Regions from separate parts of the Arachis hypogaea genome. Here region 1 is linked to region 2. Evidence: chromatin contacts called from public Hi-C data. All regions are on one chromosome and are shown on one strand. Each heading gives the region's core, a stretch centred on a gene start, on an enhancer-like site or on the middle of the called end of the contact. The rest is flanking DNA. Distances are from core to core; before and after follow the strand shown.

Region 1 (4,954 bases), core at 904-3,403, 130 kb before region 2:
GTACCGGACTCGTACGCGCGGATCGCTCACTACTCCAAGGACGCGTACGCGTCGATGCCCACGCTGACACCTTTAATGAAATCGCACCCAGTGATTTCAGGAGGGCTTCTAGCCCAGTTTTGAGGCGAATCCTTGACGGAAAAAGGCTAAAGAGACCAAGGACTAAAGGGGGAAGGCATCAATCAATCATACACTTCTCATTATTCACAATTTAGGTTTAGATGTAGTTTTCTAAAGAGAGATGCTCTCTCCTCTCTCTAGGTTTTAGGTCTTAGTTTTATTCCTCTTTTGATTTCTGAATTCTATCTTGTTTCAATTTAGTTTCTCTTCTACTCTTAGTTGTTCTAGCATTCTAGTTTATTTGTTTACCTCATTGATTACTTTATGTTGCCAATTTAGTTTATGAACTCTCATGCTAGATTCAATTTTTCTATTAATGCAATTTGAGGTATTTTATGTTTATTGCTTCTCCCTTCATTTGTTTTCATTGATGTTTGCAATTAGTTGCTTAGATTTAATATTCTCCCATTAATTTTCTATGTTTTCATTTTATGCCCTCCAAGTGTTTGATGAAATGCTTGAGAAAATTTTAGCTTAGACTTTTATGTTCTTGGCTTGGGATGGTAACTTAGGAACTCTTGAGTTACTAATGTCCAAGCAATTGATGATTGGTAGCCATTGACTCTAGTTCTCACTAATTGAATTGGTGGAGAGTTAGGACTTATGGACTTGGATTGATATAACTCATTTGACTTTCCTTTACTAGTTAGAGGATGAATTAATGAGGTTGATCCTTGTCAATTCTCATGTTGTGGTTAGTGATAAGGATAGAGATCCTTGACCACCAACCCTTGCCAAGACCTCTTTATCATTGATTTTCATTACCATTTACATTTCTTGTTTCTCATTCAAAATCCCAAAACATACTTTTCCATAACCAATTATAAGCACACTTCCCTGCAATTCCTTGAGAGACGACCCAAGGTTTGAATACTTCGGTTATTACTTTTAAGGGGTTTGTTACTTGTGACAAACAAATTTTTGTATGAAATGATTCTTTGTTGGTTTAGAAAATATACTAGCAACGCGAATATATTTGTGAATTCTAGACCACACAAAAGTTCATTCTTCAATACTGTAGCTATAATGTAGGTCAACATTACCTGTACTGTAGAAACAGTAGAATCTAAGCCTATAAAAAATGCGCTTCAGCAACATTTTGGAGCATAGTTTTTAGAAGAAAAAGAATAGAGAGAGAAATTAGAGAGAGGCTCTGAGAATCCTTTGTAAGCCTTTTACTCTGATCTTTCTTTTTCGAGCTTTCTTTTTCAAGCTTTCTGTAATAAATAATTTTTAATTTATTTTTCTACTTTTAATTTAAGTTTCTGCATCTATATCCTCCCATCTATGCTTTAGCTTTGTCTTCACTTCCTTCCTCTCTCTTCTCCTTCATTTCTTTTTTACTTTCTTGAGATACATATATAGCAAACATACTCTTAGAAATTTTGATAAATTCACATTCAATATTTATAACTAGTGATGAAATACAACATAGTTTGATTTTAAAATTAAACTTGCAAATCCACTCTCAGCTCAACATATTATTATTATTATTATTATTATTATTATTATTATTATTATTATTATTATTATTATTTACACATAAATAATAACAAAAATATGAGATAAATTAAGATGATAAATACTTTATTTTCTTAATAAATGTTAATAGATTTAGCCTTAATATTTGTAGCATATATATATATATATATAAAAGATTCACATTAAAATATCTCTTCATTTCATTTATTTATAGTACAATATTCTTATTATTATTGAGGGAAAAAAAAGGACATCAACACATTGAATCTTCTTTTTTGTTGGTGATGTTGTTTTCCTTAATTTGGTCCTCTTATTATTTTGGGTTTCGGAGAAGGAGGCACGGGGTAGTAGTTATAAATACGTCTTGAAAAATATTACCAAAAAAAAGAAAAACCTCTTGAAAAAAGAAATATGGGCCGAACTTTGTGTTGCTTAGTTTATTTCTGGGCCGAAGCCTTTTTTCTGCTGAGTTCTACTGTGGGCTCCTCCATTGCGTAAAGCTTCAAGTCTGAATGAATTTAATTTTAGCCAAGTTGCAGGCTTGCAGGATCCGACAATTTAGTTTTGTTTTAGTTGCAACTAGCAAGGCTTTCTTTTCTCGTGCTGTACTGTGGCTTAGCTTTATATACTTCATTGTTCATAAATTAAAAATTTATATTGTTTTTTGTATCTAGAAACTCGGGGTTTGTTTAAAGATGGAAAACAGAGACACAGAGACAAAGATCCCTGAAGAACCTACTATTCATTGAGTTGGAAATGATTTAACACCTGAGTTCATCTTTTCTACAGAAACTGTACCCATAGAAAACATAAAAGACATAAGCTGGTCGTTGTCATTGCTATCTTATCTATAAAATAAAATGTAAAAAAAAAAATACTAAAGTTTTAAGAAAAACATTCGTACAAATTAAAAGGGTGAAAATTCATTTACAATTGTCTTCATATGAAATTGATATTTAAGAATTGCTAAATAATTTGATAAATTTCACTAAATTATTATTTAATAATTTTCAGTTATCAACTTTATATAAAGAAATTGCATGGGAGTGTTCGTCGATTAAAATAGTACACGGAATACAGTGGGCACTCATCGAAAAAAAAAAAGGGAGACTCACTGTTAATTTCTCTCTTTCTCTCTCTATATCTTTGCACGCTTACAATATGTGTGGGAATAAGCATCAAGCTTTAAAATATGCATATAGAAGAAAAGAAGAAAGGTGGTATGGGCCAACATGCATGCATGAATGATCAATCTCTCCTTAAAGAACCCTAATACACAAAGCAACCGACCAGTGGCTGTCCATTATTGATCATGCTGGAAAATTAATTTACGATTGCTGCTGCCTAATGTTGATAGGATCCGAAAGATGATCATCGGCCAAATTAAGATTCATAAAGTACATTATTAATTAACAAAGCATAGCTTCTTATTTAGCCATCATGTATATGTATTTATAATTATGTATATTTATGCATGTTTCACAAGTTTTTTCAATAGAGTAAGTTCCTATTAGAATAATCAAATTTTTTTAGAATAATTAAACTTTTGAACAATGCGTGCAAACATATAAGTTGCCGACTTGCCGCCGTAGGTATTTTTATATTTTTATTTGTATTTTGATTATAAATTTGATTCTAATTAGATTATTAATGTGAATCGAGTTTTACTATTTTTATATTAAGTGTTATTATAAATGTAACTATAGGTTGATTATATTTTCTATTAATTTTAATCATAAATATAACTATGATATTTTTTATTTTTATACAGATAGCTAATTTGAGTATTCATGTAATATTTTTTAAATTATATTTGTTTCTATCTATCAGCGAAATTGAATCGTTTGACATAAAAGAAAAAACCAATAGCCACTCATCATAATTGTTTTTAACTCGAAGAGGAAAATTTTTGCAAAAAGGGAAGAGTAATGATATGTCAAATAGAAGGGGCAAGCACCCCATGAGAAGTTTGAGATGTGCAACCATAAAAAGATGAACCCACTATTAATTATTTTTTCCCCTTTTGATTGTTTTGTGTACTTTCAAATTGATTGGCTTTCAATTCATGGGCAAAAGCTGCCTCTTGATGAAGCACTTTCCTTCATGAAAAAGTTGTGTGTTTTGTGGGGGGGCATAGAAACGGTAAAAGCTAAAATCTGTGACATATATAAAGACGATAGACTTTAGACTAAGGGAATGGGAAGAATTTTAAAAAAATTAAAAAGAAAAAGGGAAACGCTTTTTGGGTCATTAAAATAGAATTATAGAAGACAATTTCAAACATGGTGTGCTGTGCACTAAGGCCATTAATCATCTTATGATCGTTTAGCCATTTCTATTGATTGATTCCCATAGCACATAAATGTAGGAGAAACAAACCAAGGTAAAAGGAAACTTTTTGAAACTAAATGAATATGAAAAAATTACATTATAAAAAGCAATTGCAAATAATTAAAGGAAAAAATCCGTTGCTCTCTTTTAAAAATGTTATTTCAACAACTGATAGTGGCTTAACAACTAACAACTGAAAATGATTTATAAAAATTATTCTTGGTTACCTGTTACCCTCTAACTCTTGAGATGGGTTTACAAGTTGAAATCAATTCAAGAATGTCCTGCCTGGGGCATGCCAATCCTTGGAAGATCTGGCACGAATTCCGCAAAATTTCTTCCCAATTTTCACCAAATATTATAAATAGAACGCTCAATGCACGCTCAAGGTGCAATCTAATCCTAAAAACATTTAGAGTAAAATATCGTTTTTGTCTTTAATGTTTGAGGTAAATTTTATTTGTGTCCCTAACGTTTAAATCGTCCTATTTGTATTCCTAATATTTGTAAAAGTGATTCAATGTTATCCTGTCGTCAATTACACATCATGATCGCTTTAGTATAGTTTTAAAAATCTCTTCTTAAAGTTAGAATACAAATGTTTAGGATAGAATCGATGATCCACTCCGAAAAATAGCTCATCGAAAGTTGAAATTAATTCCTACAACATTTATATAATTTACTTTTCTAGGGAACATAATTGAATCTAAACACAAAGAGTGGGTATAATATTAAAATCGAACACATCCAAGTAAGACCTATTGAGAATGAATATATCCAAGTGAGAATAATTGAAAAATATAATCTGATTTGTTAGTATAATTGATAGTAGGATAATATTGAATCACTTTTATAAACGTTACAGATACAAATAGGACGATTTAAACGTTAGAGGCACAAATAGAATTTACCCCAAATGTTAGAGACAAAAACGATACTTTACTCAAACATTTAAAACATTTACTTCGTCGACGGCGTTAAAGTTTCTTGTAAATATTTTTCCACACAGATTTAAAAAGCT
Region 2 (5,435 bases), core at 1,540-4,039:
AGAGTTTTTTGTGGCTTGCAAATTGGAATTTGATCATGTACCTTTTAATTGGAATTAATTGACCAAGGAATTGACAGTTAATGAATTTTAGAGGAGACTAGGAAGGTCTAAGGAATTAGGGTCTAGTCACATATAGTTTGCCATAAATTAAATCCTACATAATTAAAATAGTTAGTAAGAAAAGTTAATCCGGAAAAATAGATAACTCTGAAACCTTAACTGTTTTCCCATATTTTATTTTTAACTTAATTACTTGCGTACCTGCCTTATGATATTTTAACTTAACCTTTTAAACATCTCAATATCAAAATCAATTTCTGCTTGCCTAACTAAGCCAATCAATCAATCATTGTTGCTTGATCCATCAATCCTTGTGGGATCAACCCCTACTCACGTAAGGTATTACTTGGTACGACCCGGTGCACTTGCCGGTAAGTTTGTGGGTTGTAAAATACCGCACCATCTCTCGGTCTCAATCTTTCCGTCTCTGTCTTTCCACCAAACGCTACCTTAAGAAATGTTAGAAATAATATTAAATAACAAAATTAATTAGATACTTATTTCAATTTTATTTATGTCTCTATTAGAATTAATATTCAAGTGAAATAACACATTTTAGAAAATATTTAAAATTCACGTGAAACTATTTCCTCAATTAAAGTACATTTAATTAAGTTAAGGAATAATTAGTTATCATACTTTATGGTGGATATCATGGTTATATATATATTAAAAAAGTTTAATTAGATTAAAAAAAGCACGTGATCGAACACTTTAATTAATATATATAAAAATCTCTTGGTATCAAAGTGTAGTTTCACATCTGCAATGTGAAAATCGTATGTAAAGGAATTACAATTACAAAGAGATTTAACATTATATATAAAAAAATAAAATTAAATAAAATATAGTCATGAGATTACACTAGAATACAAAAAGGATATATTGGGGTATATGGAAGGAGAAAATAAAAGAATATATTACAAAACTCTCTTTCAAAAATTATGTAATTAAATAAAAATTTTCAATGTAATTTATGTAAATTAAATAAATAAATAAATAATGTGAGAAAATAAAGCTTTACATGTATGCTACGACATAGTGAAATTTTGATTATAATGAATTTTAGTAGACAAAGTCTTAATATAATATGTGAAAAAATATTTACTCAATACTCTATAAGATATAACACTAAAAATAGATAAAATTTTATTAGAATTCGATATATATAGATTACTTTATGGAAAGATAATTTAAATAATTATAGAGATTGTTCTTTTATTTTATTAGTAAATCAAAATGTGAATTTTAACCTAGAGCAACTTCCACTATTTCATTATGCAAAATTAATCAATCAATTATCTGATATAATGAATTACAATTAATTGATTGATATAAATTATAATAAATTATGTGATACTTAAATATTTAATTAAATTATTTAATAAATTAATTTATTATAATAAAATAAATTTAATGAATTAAATAAAATAAATTGAAAAATACTCTTAGCAGTATGTTATATAATCTTTATATTAAGTGTATGAACCTAATTTTAATATAATAAATAGATAGATAATAGATAATGTAATAAATAATAGATAATATATTGGACAAAAGGTCTACAAATTAAAAATTTTTATTATTAAAATTATCTTTTTTTATCGGATTTTTTTTCAAGTTTATAATGTATTCAATATTTTAAAATGTAATTAATATTATAGAATTAATAAATGAGAAGTAACTTTTAGATTATTGGTTTTGCGAGCATCTTAGGCACCCAATACAAGAAGAGACCAAAGAAAAAATTATTATTTCAAAAGAATTAGAAAAAAAAAAAAAACAGTAGTAAAAAGTGGCGTAAACATAACATCACTTTCTCATGAGTCCATCAACTAAATTTCAGAAGCAAATTATGAAATTCTGACAAGCTAGAAATAGAACATGATTGCAAGTTGTAATTTCCAGTGAAGAGGAAAAGAAAAATCACTTGGGACAAAACGATTCTACTAAACCAATTAATACTTGGGACAAAATGATTCTACTAAACCAATTAATCAATACACAATTGTACATTTCCTGACACAAAAATAAAAAAATGTAGAGAAAATAATTTTACTGTTTGTCATCTTTTCTATTGGAAAAATCTAAGTGTATTATGTATTTGTACACCCAAATTCCTTTTGGAGAGCAGCTCCTTGCCCTTGAGAAATTATACACATAGTTCTTAAAATCGATTTAGATAATCGATGAATACATGGATCATTGGTTGAATTACTTATCATAAAGTTTAATCAAATACATATATAAATTAGACATAATTTCATTTGAATATATAATATATCTATTTTGTATGGCAACATTTTACAGAAAACATCTATAGTTTAATTAGTAATTATGAAATGTGGAAAGATAATTTGGTACAAGGTACACCATTATGAACTTAAATTATAACCAAGTAAGGAAACTCTTGTGAGCTAAAAAGAAAGTTCACAAAGTGAATTGGAAACCTAGACAGTGTCCAATTAAGTGACCATGTCAAGGAAATCTCCAATTAGCTCTCCTTGCTTTGCCACAAGAAACTCCCAAAGAGATTAAAATTTACATATTTGGATCATCTACATTTTAAATTTCACTTTAGAGAATAAAATAATAAAATATAATCTCTTACAATTTATTTCATAAATAAAAAAAAAATTTGAAAAAAAAAAACAATTCAACACTTTTAGGAGTTTGGTGATGACTGATGAACCACAAAACGACATAGTATTTGGGCCGGAACATTATTATGCCAATTATTTATGGTCTGAAGATGGTTTTGTCCATCTAATAGGTAATAAGTTTTAAGCCCTCTTTGTCTTTTATATTTCTTAAAGAATTAGTTAAAAATTAGGCCCAATAGGTGGTATCCCTAGAAAAAGCCCAATTATTCTTAGGTGAAGTGTCCTAATTCCTAAAGAAAAGTTGAAGTTGGATGGAAGCTGGAGGCAGCAGCAGCAGTGGCGAAGAAGATGGTGATGCGGCATGGAGGGCGGCCATCAATTCCATCGCCGGAACCACCACTTACCCCAATCCCAATGCCGCCCAAGAACGCAAGCCCAAAGCCCCACACCTTAAGCACTACCAACTCCAGGTTCGTTTCTTTCTGTTTCTAAACTCTGATTTGTAAGCTGAGGACACATATGTCCTTTCTCTTATTTACAATGGTTAGAGGAATTTTCATTTATTTGTCTTTTTCTTTTAAAATTTAGATAAAAATATAGGAATGGTTTATATCTAATATGTCGGCCTAGGAATTTATTTTTTTTGAAAGAAAACTCTAATGAGTGGGTGTTATGTTCCACGTTTCCCAATTCCTTTTTCTTGGTCTTATGGTGATGATGATGCTCATGGCAGGCACAAAAGCTTCTACATGACATGTTGGAAGAGACTATAGAGATAGTGAAGGAACCTGATCCTGTTCTGAATGATGAAGATCCCAAGATCAACCAAGAAGAAGAAGTAAGAGAACCTGGCATTCGCTTGTTCAAGCATGTTCGCCAACCAGGAATAGTGTTTGATCATTTTGGTAACTCACTGAATCAAATGACCCCTTTTCTACTGGCTTACTTGTCTATTCATGCTTGGTTTTGAAATTTCAATATATATTTATGGTTTCTATCTTTAATTATTTAATCTCTGTAATGTTGCAAAAAAGCTGCATTTCATAATAATAGTACTAACTTTTTTTCAGAATATAGAACACGCACCTGATTCTCTAATGGTTGAGAAGGTGGATCCCCAGGATGTACTCTGCAATCTATTGTTTTGTTGACCCCATCAGAAAAATTTCAAATGATTTTTTTTTTCTTTGAACTTTTTAGTGTTTGTTTTGTTTTGTGATGTTGCATGACAATCAATTATCTATTTTGTTAGTTAGTTAAGCATTGAGTTTCTGAGAAGTTGTCAAGTGTCAGTTTTGTGCAAGTACTAGCATGCATGCCTAGGGCCTCTGCTATTATGGCTTCTTATTTGGTCTGCCTCAACTTGTTGCCCAACTGAACCACAATGATTGTACTTGCTAACCACTGGATCATATAATTATGTAAATTTTACAAGTGTTATAGTTCGGTTCATCTAACTTAGTTGGTTTAGGGATCTAAAACACAATCTTGAAGCGATGAATTCAATCTAACATCTAAACAGGAAAACTAAAACTTTTTATGCTTATATTAGTACATTATAAAATCCTTGTTTAACACTAAGTCAATAAACAAACTACTTTTCTCTCACTTTTACTTTTCATCTTACCATCTCACCATTTCACTTCAAGGCAAATTGAATACAGTCTAATCATAAGTTGCTTACAAACACCACTTGAAGTTGAAGATCGAAAACATGTGGGTCGCCCACCTTAGCAGAACGTCCACTTTTGCAACTAATTAATGATGTGTTTGTCCACCCTTATCGTTACCATGACGATTTTTGTCTTTAGCATGCTGAGAAACTGATGCACTTTATGATGTTTAATGATAAAAATAATAATACTCAAATTTGTGATTTATTTTCCAATATTGACAATTGCATTGCATTTTGTATGTAGTTTAGGGTTTAAGGTTTAGGCTTATATGTATATATGTGGCTGCAGATGAACCCGAACCACCAAAGAAACGACCGAGATTACTTCCTGGAGATGATATTGATGAGAAATCAAAGAAGGTGTAGTAGTTAAAATCTTAAAATCTATACATACATGTCTCTTTTGTCTTATTGCCTGTTTGTCTTATATGGATTGAGTCAACAGTTTAAAAGGCGGGTTAAATCTGTTGCTGTCGAAGGGAAAGATTTAATTGCCGCAGCAAATGACGCGAACAAGAAATCCTTAGCTAAATTTGAAGCCAAAGTCGCAGCAGCAAAAGCTAAAGCCAAGAGAGAGGAGGAAAGAGTTAACAATTTGAAAAAGATTAGGGGGGAGAGGTGGCTGCCGTCCATGGCGAATGAACTGCATCGGTAATGTATCATCGTTGTACAAACTTCATGTGAAGTTGATAATTGAGAACCATTAAATGATTTGAACAATTTGACTAAATTGTTATCAACTGTACAATTTAGAATGGTAGTTTCCTACACATTACCAATTGAATGAATGTAATTGTGTAACAGTTAACACGTATGAGGGCCAAGATCCTAGTTTCGCGCATGGACATTGAATATATCACGTCAGCACTCAATGGAACAAATTGACATTCCGGATTAAAATAATCAACTTTTAAATCTTTGCAAACCTAAATTCAAAAGAAAAATTTTGTAGGAATCAAAATAAAATTAATTAGAAAAGAAATGATATGTAAATCACATCTTTTTATTCTACTCTTATTTATGGGTCGTCAATGTTTTTGGTAAGCCTTGTAAGTAATATTTTTTATCTTGAGGCTGTGAGTCTATTTAACTAGTCT

What was found. A called contact is a pair of places that touch in the nucleus more often than the background predicts.
Region 1: a contact with region 2 is called in a Hi-C map of an unstated tissue, with 2.4 times the contacts expected there. The contact joins the enhancer-like site here to the promoter of LOC112800445 in region 2. A contact is called at or near these places in 2 of 8 Hi-C or Micro-C datasets (leaf and an unstated tissue).

What each region holds. Positions count from the first base shown.
Region 1 is chr1:21,367,565-21,372,518 of arahy.Tifrunner.gnm2.J5K5, reverse strand. No RefSeq gene overlaps it. Among protein-coding and RNA genes, the nearest start is that of LOC112800456, 12 kb to the right of the region's middle. Within about 2 kb of position 2,153, at least 3 of the 3 cell types and tissues checked have open chromatin away from gene starts, as enhancers often do.
Region 2 is chr1:21,240,746-21,246,180 of arahy.Tifrunner.gnm2.J5K5, reverse strand. It overlaps LOC112800445, which reads left to right and starts at 2,789. Exons shown (of 4, transcript XM_025842730.3): 1 at 2,789-3,133; 2 at 3,397-3,568; 3 at 4,628-4,698; 4 at 4,784-5,152. The coding sequence starts at 2,975. The coding sequence ends at 4,993.